Linked DNA regions of Mus musculus: region 2 is linked to region 1. Evidence: chromatin contacts called from public HiChIP or PLAC-seq data. All regions are on one chromosome and are shown on one strand. The core of a region is the stretch at or near the end of the contact, and the rest is flanking DNA. Distances in the headings are between cores, read along the strand shown. Region 1 overlaps Gm38475 (a long non-coding RNA gene). Region 2 overlaps Rassf8 (Ras association (RalGDS/AF-6) domain family (N-terminal) member 8).

Region 1 (6,762 bases), core at 3,829-6,328:
ACTGGTGGCTCACACTCCCAGAAGGGTCATAAGAACCAGGACGAGGCTGTGACCTTCACTAGTGACACTCGAGGACAAAGGTCACCGAGCAAGCGAGAAGAGAAGCCTGGCGCTCTGGCTCATGGCTTTGCAACAAGAAGAGACAAAAGTGTGCACGTGTGCTGAGCCTTGAGAAAGAGCCAATGAATCCTGCAGCCAACCCATAACAGGTCAGAGCCAGGACACCAACAGACCCACCCTGAATCAATCAGGGAAACATCCCTTCTACACTGAGAATTGTTAATTTAATGTCAACTGGTTTGGGATATATGTGTTTAGTTGTCACGAGTCAAGGTGGTCACGGTGATTTATGCTGGAAGAAGTCATTAGCTGCCTTCTTTCACGTCAGCCGTGCAGATCCAGTGTAATTGCTGCTAGAATCCCTTCAGTCAGGCTGGCCTGGGGCTGTGGGCTGGAAGCTGACTGACAAGCTTCCTGCTGCTCTCTGTATCAGCCAGGACACCTCAAGATTCTCATCTCTGCATTGTGACCGGCCCAGCTCGCTCAGTGACTTTTAAGCCCAGCTTGCTCCTCAGTGACTTTTAAGCAGCTCTCAGACCATGCAACACTTTTTCCATACATAGTTGCTTTCTAGCTATATTTTGAAGCTAAAAGGAACTGTTGACATTCTTTCAACATTCCCTGGGTCAGGAAGATGCCAAGTTGAAAGTGGCCAAGACTGATTGTTACTTACAAAATTTTAAAGCAAGAGTCTTTGATTGCAGAAATATAACTTAATGGCACCAAGTTGCCAGAAGTTCTTCATGAAAAATAAAATCTCTTACTTTTAATGTATTTGTTTCTTATTCTGTTTTTCTCCTGCAAAGCCCAGGCTGGCCTTGAAGTGCTTGCTCTGCTTGCTTGAGTGCTGGAGCTATGTGTATGTGCTGCCCTTTAAGGCCCCGCTTCTTCTTCCTGTCTCCTCTGTTTCTCCCTCCCTTTCTTCCCACCAATCCCTCTTCTCCTCCTCCCCTTCTCTTCCTTACTTCCCTTTTCATCTTTCTCTTCTTTCCCCTCCCTCTTCTGATTCTTTCTTCACTTTTGTAGTGAGAAGGGTTATCTCATGCTAGGCAAGAACTCTACTGCCCACGGACTCATCATAGTCCCAGCCATCCCAAGCCTTTCAAACGTTAAACAATTTCAGTTCTTTCAACTTTTGAAGACAATGTTTGCATATTTAACTCTTTTAAATAAAATTTTCATATGGGTGATTCAGGTTTCTGAATCTTTTCCAGTTTCTTAAGACTTCTCTGAAACCATGATGATCCAAATTGAATTAATGGGTCTGAAAGGAACCTAACTAATACCAATTATGAAGGAAAGGCCATTTCCACATCTGGCTACTTTTATAGAGGTGGTATCTTTCTCACCTCTAGTGCATGTCTACACACTGATGCACAACCACCACATCGTTGTTGATGGAAGGAACTTTCTCCTATTACACTTGACTGCACTAGCTGGTGACCTCTGACCTGTGCTCACAGTCTGGCTGCACTGAGGACTGTGGGTATGTTGCAACAAGATGGTTGTTAGCTGCAGCTATGCTTTAGTGTGGAGGTTATGCCTAGGGAAAGACAGTGCATAAAATGGGCTTCTGTTAGTCTGACAAGCACAGTGAAAGCAAGGTAATGACTGCTAGTTTACCATGCCACACAGCATGCCACACATGTCACACAGCATGCCACACATCACACAGCATGCCACACAACATGCCACACGTGTCACACAGCATGCCACACAACATGCCACACATGCCATACAGCATGTCACACAACATGCCAAACAACATGCCACACATGCCACACAGGATGCCACATGGCATGCCACATAGCATGCTACACAGCATGCCATACAACATGCCACACAGAATGTCACACATCATGTCACATAGCATGCCACACAGCATGCCATACATGTCACACAGCATGCCACACCGCATAATACACAGCATACCACATGTGCCACACAGCACTTTCCTACACCTGGTAACACACACATGACTGATATATAAATCTACTTTACAAATGATAAATAACATGAACAACATGGAGGTTATTGTAAGTCATTTTCTAGAAATGGCCATGACCATGGGATGCCTGTCCATCTCCTGGACTTGTGCTCATTGGCTGTCTATATGGTTATGTTAATCAAAGGAGAATTAAGGTAAAATCTCTTAACTAAGAAAATGGGCAGAAGTCACAGTAGCTGCGAACGTCTAAGCAGCGTTCTATGAGGCTAGCGTTCGGAGGCTGTATTAGTCAGGGTTCTCTAGAGTCACAGAACTTATGGATAGTCTCTAGATAGTAAAGGAATTTATTGATGACTTACAGTCGGCAGGGCAGCCCAATTCCCAACAATGGTTCAGTCGCAGCTGTGAATGGAAGTCCAAGGATCTAGCAGTTACTCAGTCTCACGCAGCAAGCAGGCGAAGGATCAAGAGCAAGAGCTAGACTCCCTTCTTCCAATGTCCTTATATTGTCTCCAGCAGAAGGTGGAGCCCAGATTAAAGGTATGTTCCTTAAACTCGGAGATTCAATCTTCTGGAATCCATAGCCACTATGGCTCAAGATCTTCAAACCCAGATCCAGATAAGGATCTCCAAGCCTCCAGATAAGGGTCACTGGTGAGCCTTCCAATTCCGGATTGTAGTTCATTCCAAATATTGTCAAGTTGACAACCAGGAATAGCCACTACAGAGGCCTTATAGTGTTGCTGCACGGATGATAGCATCTTGTCATGTTGACATGAGACTAGAGGTGCCTTATGGTAGTGTGCTTTGAGATAGCCTAGGGTCCAGGCAAGAGTGAGGAATGCATGCCATATTAAAGGAAACAGAGAATAGAATTTGGAATGCTAATGTTTAAAAAGTCATGGCTGAGTGTGGTGGTTTGAATATGCTTAGCCCATGAGACGTGGCACTGTGAAGAGGTGTGGCCTTGTTGGAGGAAGTGTGACATTGTGGGGGTGGGCCTTGAGGTTCTGTGCTCAGGTTCTACCCAGGGCAGAAGAGGCTTCCCTTGGCTGCCTGCAGACGCCAGTCTCCTTCTGGATGCCTTTGGATCAAGATGCAGAAGTCTTGCTTCCTCTAGCATCAGGTCTGCCTGGATGTCACCATAATGACAATGGACTGGACCTCTGACACTGTAAACCAGCTCCAGCTAAATGTCTGCCTTTACAAGAGTTGCTTTGGTCACGGTGTCTGTTCACAGCAGTGAAGCCCAAACTAAGACATAAGAGTTGCTTAGGTCACGGTGTCTGTTCACAGCAATGAAGCCCAAACTAAGACACTAACCATCTTTGCTTCACACATACACCTGGGGGCTTACTATGTAAATGTTCCTCAGATGGTCTGGCATAGGAACACCACTAGTAGGGAGAATGACCCCGTGGGGAAGGATGTTAACGGCTCCCTTCCCCAAAGCACACAAGCTCAGCTAAATGTGAATGTCAGGTAGACCACACGTAATTTTTCAATATCAGTGTGCAAAAGATGTTGTCCACATTCTCATATTCAAACATAGTTAAGGCTGGAAAAGATGTTCGCAAACCCGATGACTCAAGTTCAACTCCTTTGACCCACATGATAGGAGAGAACTTTTTTTTCTTTTTCTTTTTTTGTATGTGCACGCATGCACGTGCGTGCATGTGTGTGTATGTGGGTGTGTGAGAATTGACTTCTTTAAGGTATCCTCTGACCTGATCTGCTCATGCACGTGTGCGCACACACACACACACACACACACACACACACACACACACAGAGAGACAGAGAGACAGAAACAGACAGAAACAGAGACAGACAGACAGACAGACAGACAGACATAAGTAAATGTAAAAAAAAATCAATGAAACACTAACAACTATTTGTTTTAGCTGGGATTCCTGTAGAGGAATGCAGGCTGAACCCAGATGAGTGGCTGCTGTTGTTCCTTTGATTGTTCTTAGTCTGAAACAATTTTAAACACAGCTGATTTCTTCTAATACATTTTTTTTTTTTTTTTGTTGAGCTGTTCTACTAAGTTTCTTCGTTATAAATTTTAAAGGAAAGAGCAGGGAGAACAATTTCTATTTTATAACTGTGTTTGTAATTTGGAGATATTAGGGTGGAGGTGATGCCAGAAACTGGCCAGAGGGATCAACTGAAAAGAAAGACCTTACCTGAGAATTCCTCCTTTTGGGCTTGACACTGCTGCTTGCTGTGCAGGGGTCCTGGGATACCTGGAGTACCAACAAGAGAAACCTCACTGAGGGGCTCCTAGACTGAAATGCCCTGCAGCCTGCTGGGGGAAGCCCCTATACCCAGGGGAAGCCTGAGCTGAGAACACAGAGCCTCTACAGAACAGGATGGACCAAGAAGGGCCACATGTCTGTGCATCCAGTCATCACCGGAAGTGCAGCACTGGAGAACAAACCAGGATGCAGGAATCCCACCTGAACAGGTGACATGGGGCTGAGGACACAGCTCAGTCAGCAGTGTTTGCCTAGCGTTATAAAGACACCGATTTGAACCTCCAAACTACAATCCATGTGTGGTGCCACTCACCGTGATCCCAGAATTCAACAGGGAGATTAGGCGTTCAAGGTCACCCTCGACTATGTAAGAGGTGTAGCCTGGGATGCATAAAATCCTGCCCAGAAGTGAGGGGGGTAAGTAAGCTGGACTCTGTCTCTTAGTGTTAGAGACAAGTCATCCAGGGTTCAGTAACATAAATCCCTGACAAACCACAAGCATCTTAATTGAATAAAAGTGACAATCAACTAACTCCAAGCGCACATACACTGGTACCGAAATTCTGTGCGGGTTTAAATAGACTTAGTCGGCATGCCTCAACAACTGAACACAGGTTTTCTTGACACAGATAACAAGGGATCTCTGCAAAGACAGACAGCTCTCTTCAAGAAGGGACTGGAGGGTGGCTGAGATGTCCGCAGTCTCTGGAGTAAACATAGTTATCAGTAAAGGGCCACAGCGAGGTGATTCAGATCACCCCATCAGGGATAAACCATGGGACAGAAGGGGTCACGCCTGAGCAGACATCCAAGCTCTGGGCTGGCCTGCCAGTTTTATTTTTAGAGGTCCTGGTGGGAAGAATGGAGGATGACTTCAAAGCTATGATAATCTCAGTCATTGGATTCTTAGTAGCCTTAAGGCTCTGTCAAGAATCAGCAAGGAGATCAATGGCAACAGTCTCTGGAGCTAACAGCGCTGGGCCTCCCACACGTCCCGCAGCACATCTGAAGCGTCAGACACAGGAGTGACTCCATAAACAGTACGCAGAGACCATCTGATGTAAGGGGAATGCGGGAGTGAACGGCAACCTGGATATCGTCTAAGACAACGCGGGCTAAGCTGAGTAGAACAGCAGTCTGTGGTGGAGACGGGTCTCTCAGTGGCACATGGTACTTACACAGCCACAAAGAAGTCGATGCTTCTAGCAGGCATTACACATTCGCTACATTTCACATTCGCTACACATGACAATGAGAAACATGCATTTGCTTGCGTGCTTATAGCTGTCCTCAGGGTAGCACTACCATGGTGTTACTTACAAAGAAGTGGATGTTTGGAGAGGTTAAGTATCTTGTGCAAGCTCACACAGCTATGCCATCCTCAGTGTTTGAACATGACTGCCCAACTGTGCTGCTTTAGAAAGTTGTTTGGAGGTGAAGTCTGGCAGAAGGAAGTGAGTCACTATTGGAGGTGAGGGGCGGGTCATGAGGGTTGTAACTCAGCCTTGCTTCCTGTTCACCCTCTCTGCTCCCTGCTCTGGTAAGATGTGACCTCACAGCCTATGTCCCCATTGCTACAGTGGAGAACAATCCACCACCACACCTTTACCACTGGGGCAGGCTACACCCCTCAAACTGAGAACCTGAGTAAACCACGCCCCCTTCCACAGCTCCTTGGTGGGTATTAACCACCTGCTCAGGACACTTCAAGTCAGTCACTTGCTCATTCCATGTCTGCCTCATCTCAGACCTATAGGCGACTTCAGCTTCTTGTCCTCGTGACAACCAGCATTTAGGTGTCACTGACCCAGGCCACTCACGCTTTCCTCCATGAAATGTCTCTGTTGGAGTTGGTTTGATGCTGCCATGTACACAAATGCTAAATACTGGCTCTCAAGATTAGGCTGCCTGCAATTAGGAGATCCCCAACGACACTAAATGATACTCTGTAAGCCTTGCTCCCCAACTTAATTGGTCAATAAAAACCTTTGCTCCCCAAGTTAATCAGTCAATAACTGCCTGTGGTTGGGCAGTAGAGAGAGAAAGGCAGGACTTGAAGACTGCGTGAGGGGTCTCAGGAAAGAGAGCAGAGAAGAGAAGAAAGGACACAGAGGGAGGAGGAGGCCTCCATGAAAGGAGATGGACCATGAGCACGTGGCCAGGAGGATCAGCAAGTGACAAGGGACATATGGCTGGGATGTAAGTTAGAATAGCTCAATTTTAACTAAGCCTGCCCAATCTAGGCTTACAGCTTGTAAATAAATACCAGTATTGTAAGGTTTTTATACAAGCTAGATAGAATATATTAATTCTACTATAAATTGGCCCACAACTTAACAGCAGTTAGAATCCAAGCTTACAGCTTGACAAGGCCTGGGTAAAAGGGTGGGGGTGGGGGAGTCAGCACAGCTGGACAAGAGGCCTGGTCTTTTTAAAAAAAAAAAAAAAGAGAGAGAGAGAGAGAACAAAAGCAGACAGAAGCCCTAGAGAGAG
Region 2 (6,356 bases), core at 255-2,754, 220 kb after region 1:
ATGGTGGGATTTGATCTTTCTGTTTGTGTCTGGGAAGTGGATGGCTGAGGAGAGCAGTGGGCGGGGAAGGTAGGACAGTTCGGGTGATCACAGGGGAGATGGCTGACTCTTCCAGGAACTGGAAGAAAGATGCCCAGGGCTATGTGTTAAAGCACATTCCCATGGCACCTGCTCCATCCCAGACAGCCTGGACTTGGTCAGAATTTCACAATGGAGCCCTGCTAATCTGAGCATGTGTTTAAGGAGATAGATCTCTTTGGATTTTAAATGCCTGGCTCTGGTAATGAGCTGGTTGTAAACAAAAAAAAAAAAAAAAGATGATGTAAGTTTTAGAAATTCTCCAACGGCTCACTTCCCACTTGGGCAAGTTTTCTTGAAAACAATACTAAAAACAGAGGAAGCTTCAAAAAGGAGGAGGTGTGTGGGAAGAGTTTGCTTTGGGTAAGAAAACTGTTTTCCATGGACAGTGGATCCAGGGAGCTTCAGAGCCTGTGCGGCCAAGTTAGGGTGGGTGTTAGTTTATGTCGTCAGTTGCTTCCCGCGTGATAGTCTCTTCCCATGTGGTTCTAATTCCAGTTTTCTTTGACCTTCCTTGGCATTTTGAACCTATCAAGTCACTTCATCTCCTGGAGGGGAGTGTCAGTGGGGCTTGTGGAAGAAAGGCTTCCTCTGATGTCTGGCACCACACAGGACACAGGAATCCCATGATGCTTTAGAGCCTGCTATTCTTCTTTAACAATTGGACACAGGCAGTACTGTACCTTAGTGTTGCAATGATAACAGTGTTTAAAAAATAACCAGGGGCAGGTGAGATGGCCCAGTAAGCAAAGATGCTTGCCACAAAGCCTGGAGACCCAAGTTCAATCCCCGGGACTCATATTTTAGATGGAGAGAACCAACTGCTGTCAGTCAGTTGTCTTGTGACTTACACTCACCCTCCAAGGCATATGTAAACACACACACTTGAGTGCACTCACACGCAAGCACGCATGTGCACACACACACACACACACACAGTAAATATTCGAAACTAATACCTTTTTAAAAACCAGGAAATCAATGACATTTGTGAAACAACTATGAAGTTCTAGTCAGTCCCTGACTTCTGGAAAGGGTGGCCTTGCGGCTGGAGCTAGCCATAGACAGGCGCCTGAGGCTCACGTTTTCTTCTGTCATTGGGACATACATATTTTTTCCAATCTTGTATTGTACCTGGGCGCTACAATTTCTTATTGTACTACTTCTTATTTACTATTTCATGTAATTTTGTGACTAAGACTTTTAAGAGTTGAGTTTTGTTGAGAGATGAGGGGTGGGAGTGTCTTTTATTCATAAAAAAGATAGTTTGTGTATGAGTCTGTTATGAGAATGGTAATATGGCGGACAGTAACTGGCCTGGCCCTAAACGTCCTATAAATAGATGCAGAGACATCTGTGAAGGGCACAGTGTGAGTGTGGCAGACACGGACTGCGTCAGCTCTCGTCCTGTAGCCAAGGCTTCTCTGACTCCCTCGCGCCTCACATTCTCCAAGCATTAGGCAATGGAGTGCTCGGTGCTGCCAGGCGTTCCCTTCTCAAGGAGCCAGGGGCTCATTCGTTCTCCCAAGGAGAAGTGTGGCAGGGTTTTGTTTTTATTCTCTAAAACTAACTCTCCAGGTCTCCTTCAGCATTTTTAGCCCTCACTTTAGGCAGTTTTCCAAATGCCAAACTGGTAACTAACTGTACAGGCAATTCCTGTGCTGTTGCAGGGAGCTCTGGGCAGCAGGGAAGGAGGGTGAGAAGAGCACTCTGGGCCATTAAGTGGTCTTTAAAGAAACAACTGAATTCCTTTTCCAAAGACACAAAGTGTTAGGTGAAACTACAGAAACCCACCCCTTCCAAGTGACTGGGATCAGAGGACAGAGTGGTAAGAGCCCACAGAACACTGTCAGGAGAACAGCCTGTGTGTCTTGTTTTTTTAGGACAGTAAGTTAACGTGGGGGAATTCATTATTTTTAAGGTAGAAATTGACCACCACTCTAAGAACACTGAGAGTGTTTTCAGCCTGCGTTAGCCCCGCAGGATAGCAGTGTGGTTCTGCCTTGCTGGCCTACTACCTCACAAGGCTGGCCTACTACCTCACAAGGCTGGCCTACTACCTCACAAGGCTGGCCTACTACCTCACAAGGCTGGCCTACTACCTCACAAGGCTGGCCTACTACCTCACAAGGCTGGCATACTACCTCACAAGGCTGGCATACTACCTCACAAGGCTGGCCTACTACCTCACAAGGCTGGCATACTACCTCACAAGGCTGGCATACTACCTCACAAGGCTGGCGTACTACCTCACAAGGCTGGCATACTACCTCACAAGGCTGGCATACTACCTCACAAGGCTGGCATACTACCTCACAAGGCTGGCGTACTACCTCACAAGGCTGGCATACTACCTCACAAGGCTGGCATACTACCTCACAAGGCTGGCATATTACCTCACAAGGCTGGCATACTACCTCACAAGGCTGGCATACTACCTCACAAGGCTGGCCCTGCTCAAGAGCCCTGCAGGGAGGGTCAGAAGCTAGGTCAGCCCGTGTGTCTGGCCGGTTCCTCAGAAACCGTTCGGAGTTTCAGGAGGCGTGTGTAGCTATGTTCAGTGGGGACTCAGGGACTGTCCTTTGCAACATGCTGATTTAAAGAACTACAGTGTTAGGTGGCACCACGCCACTGCGTTAGGATGCCCAGCCAAGCTTGCATTGACAAATAAGTTTGCCTGCCTGTACTTCCCATTGCTGCCTCTGAGAGCAGAGGAGCCACAGGGTGCAGCTAGGAAGGCGTGTGGCTTTGTCCTTAGTTGTCTGCGACATCCTCGGTGGCACTGAACCGTCCTGAGAGGCCTTTTAAGTGCAAAGCTCCCAGCAATCTCCTTTAGTGCACGCAACCAAGTTATGAATTAGGTTGCTTTTGGTATACCTGCTCCATCATCTTGGCTCCGTCTCTCAAACATGACTTACTGGTCTCAGGAGAAAAAGCAGCCTGACCTTGTTTGTGGCAGGTGAATCACTTATAAGCGAGCTGTTCATATTTTACAGGTGAGTAAACTCTTTAAGGACACCAATCAGAGTACCATGCCATAAATTCCTTAGCCCTTTATTCATTAGTGATTACATGACCTTCAGAGGTCTCATTTAAATTAATCTTCTGAAAAAAATGCATAGCCTCAGAACCTTCTAGTAGAGCTCCTAAGTCTACAGTTCTCCTTCCTTGCTGGTTCGGTTCTCATGCAGAGCCTGCTACGTGTTTTGCATTAGAGGAAACCCTAGTACCACAAGTGTTGAGAGTGAGGCAGTGATTGCAGCAGGGCCGCTGATCACATCCGTGTGCTCACCGAAGCCTGTGGCGTCCTGTCCGTAGTCCTGCTGTGTACTGAGGCCGGGCCGGGAAGCCTGCTCAGCAGTGCAGCTGCCGAGTGACTCTGTAATCACATCACAGCGCAGAGTCCGGCCCACAGCTGCCTCCTGGGCAGCAGGACTAGAGTGTGGGCTCTGTGCACAGGGCTATGGTTGAGGCTTCCTGCTGGGGGTGGGGCACGTGCATGGGGATTTGAACGACTGGGGATGGGTTTATTTGCATCCCTCAGGTTACGCAGGGGAGGATTAGATGGCTTACCTGGAATTTGCTGCTGAAGAGTTTTCCATTATTGCTGTTTTCTGTAATTCTTGACTAAATACCTTGAGATTCCTTTGACTTTTACCTTTCTCCCCTTCTTTATAAGATGCAGCTTTGCCTGTTGATACATTCCACAGAGCTGGGGTGTAGCTGTACACTCACCAGCCTGCCTGGCAGCCACCATAGGACATAGTCACTGTGGAGAGCATGGCCTCCCTGTGTCTTTCAGGTGCAGAAGCAACCCCCCTTTCTTTTAAATTCATTTTTTTACACTTCATATTCCATCCCCCCATCCACCCTCTGATTACTCCACATCCCACCCCTCCTCCCCACTCCTCCTGTCTCCACATGGAGGCCCCCACCCCCCACCCCATCTGACCTCTAAACTCCCTGGGGCCTCCAGTCTCTTGAGGGTTAGGTGCATCATCTCTGAATGAACACAGACCCAAAGGCCTCTACTGTATGTGTATTGGGGGCCTCATATTAGCTTGTGTATGCTGTCTGTTTGGTGGTCCAGTGTTGGAGAGATCTCTGGGGTCCAGATTGGGGCTGCTGGTCCTCCTACAGGATCGCCTTTCTCCTCAGCTTCTTTCAGCCTCTCCTAATTCAACAACAGGACTCAGCTGCTTTTGTCCATTGGTTGGGTACAAATATCAGCATCTGACGCTTTCAGCTGCCCTTTGGCTCTTTCAGAGAGCAGTCATGCTAGGTCCCTTTTTTGAGAGCTTCATAGCCTCAGTAATAGTGTGAGGCCTGGGACCTCCCCTTGAGCTTGAGAATACACCCAAAAGATGCCCACCATGCCACAGGGGCACGTGTTTCACTATGTTCTTAGAGGCCTAATTTGTGATAGCAGAAGCTGGATCCAGATGTTCCATGACAGAAGAATGGATATAGAAAATGTGGTTCATTTACACAATGGAATACTACTCAGCTATTAATAATGAGGACATCCTGAGTTTGCAGGCAAATGGATGGAACTAGAACATATCATCCTGAGTGAGGTAACTCAGAGCCAAAAGAACATGTGTGGTATGTACTCACTAATAAGTGGATATTAGCCTAAATAAACAAATAAATAAAGTTAAAAATACCCAAGATACAGTCCACAGAACTCAAAAAGCTCAACAAGCTGAAGTGCCCAAGTGAGGACGCCTCAGTCCCACTTGGGAGAGAGAAGAAAACAATCACAGGTGGGGAGGGAAGGACCTGGGAGGAAAAGTGGAGGGGGAAGGGGAAGTAGAGGGGAGAGGGGAACCTGATCTGGTGTTGGGTGAGGGAAAATGACTGAAGCCCTGAGGGCCAGCCGAAAGAATGGAAACAGGCAACTTCAGGATATAGGTTGGGGGGACCCCCCAGAATGTACTAGAGACCTGGAAGATGAGAGACTCCCAGGACTCAAGGGGAGGGACCTTAGATGAAATGCCAGACAGTAGGGAGAGGGAACTTATAGAGCTCACCTCCAGCAGGAAGACAGGGCATCAAGTGAGAGATGGGGTTGCCATCCCACAGTCACAACTCTGACCCATAATTGTTCCTGTCTGAAAGAATTACAGGGATGAAAATGGAGAGGAGCCTGAGGAAAAGAAGGTCCAGTGGCAGGCCCAAAGTGGGATCCATGGTTTTGTTTGTTTGTTTGTTTTTTAAGATTTATTTATTTTATATGTGTGAGTACACTGTAGCTGTCTTCAGACATACCAGAAGAGGGCATCAGATCCCATTATAAATGGTTGTGAGCTACCATGTGGGGGCTGGGAATTGAACTCAGAACCTCTGTAAGAACATTCATTGCTTTTAACCGCTGAGCCACCTCTTCAGCCCCTGCAGAAGCATCTAATTTTACTGTTACCTTTGATGGACAACAGAATAGCTTTGCAGTCTCACAACTCACTGTAACACTGTTTATGTTTTCATAGGGCTGTTTTTTTAATATTATTGTCTTATATTCAGAATATCTATTAAATCAGGTTTTCTCCATGAAGACATAATTTTAAAGAAATTTTTCTTTCTGAGAGTGATGATAGAGAAGAATTTTCACTTTATCACAAGTCAGCTTGTTAGGTTTCTACATTTGAAACAGTGATAACAAACTTCATGTCCTATATTTTCTTTTAAAAAAGAGATATATTACTTTTTATTTTACATGTATTTGTGTGTGCCTAAGTATATGTATGTGTACCACATGTGTACAGTGCCTGTAGGGGCCAGAAGCAGGTGTTGGATTCCCCAAAACGATAATTGCAGGTGGTTGGAAGTTGCCTGATATGAGTACTGGGACCTGAAGTTGGTTCCTCTGCAAGAACAGTTTGCACTCTTTGCCACTGAGCCATCTCCAGCTCTTGAAGCATGTAATTTCTATGAAAAGACAGATCTGGTAAAAGAGCATACATTTTACAGATTGTCTTTCCCTCTGTTCTGAATGGGGCTGCAGGCCTTCCCCAGACCATCCTATAGAGGACGTTAGTGAGAAGGGAGGGCTCAGTCTCCTACCCTCCACAGCTGTCGTGCAAGAAACCTATGGATGGAGGGTTTAGTGGTGATATCCCGTGCCTCTGGTAATGAGAAATGGTTTTGGAATAGTCTGTGTGTCTGTGTATAAGCCCACACACATGTGTGTATGTTCAGTCCAGTTCCACTTCCTAATCCATGTTGCTTTAATGGAAAATATTTTTTATTCTTGTATTTGGTTTAAAGGGTTATTTGAT

The links. HiChIP or PLAC-seq counts read pairs in DNA pulled down with a chosen protein or histone mark.
Region 2: a contact with region 1 is called in an H3K27ac HiChIP or PLAC-seq map of heart atrium, with 2.9 times the contacts expected there. The contact joins two enhancer-like sites. A contact is called at or near these places in 3 of 115 datasets of contacts at active chromatin or transcription factors (T-cell acute lymphoblastic leukemia, cardiomyocytes and heart atrium).

The regions. Positions count from the first base shown.
Region 1 is chr6:145,539,248-145,546,009 of GRCm38.p6, forward strand. Gm38475 (a long non-coding RNA gene) reads right to left here. Exons shown (of 3, transcript XR_378153.2): 2 at 4,198-4,257. Among named protein-coding and RNA genes, the nearest start is that of Gm38475, 72 kb to the right of the region's middle. Within about 2 kb of position 5,079, at least 14 of the 459 cell types and tissues checked have an H3K27ac peak or open chromatin away from gene starts, as enhancers often do. A contact at or near this core is called in heart atrium, where this site is marked.
Region 2 is chr6:145,767,362-145,773,717 of GRCm38.p6, forward strand. The region is part of intron 1 of Rassf8 (Ras association (RalGDS/AF-6) domain family (N-terminal) member 8); the gene reads left to right. Among named protein-coding and RNA genes, the nearest start is that of Gm15704, 22 kb to the left of the region's middle. Within about 2 kb of position 1,505, at least 139 of the 459 cell types and tissues checked have an H3K27ac peak or open chromatin away from gene starts, as enhancers often do. A contact at or near this core is called in heart atrium, where this site is marked.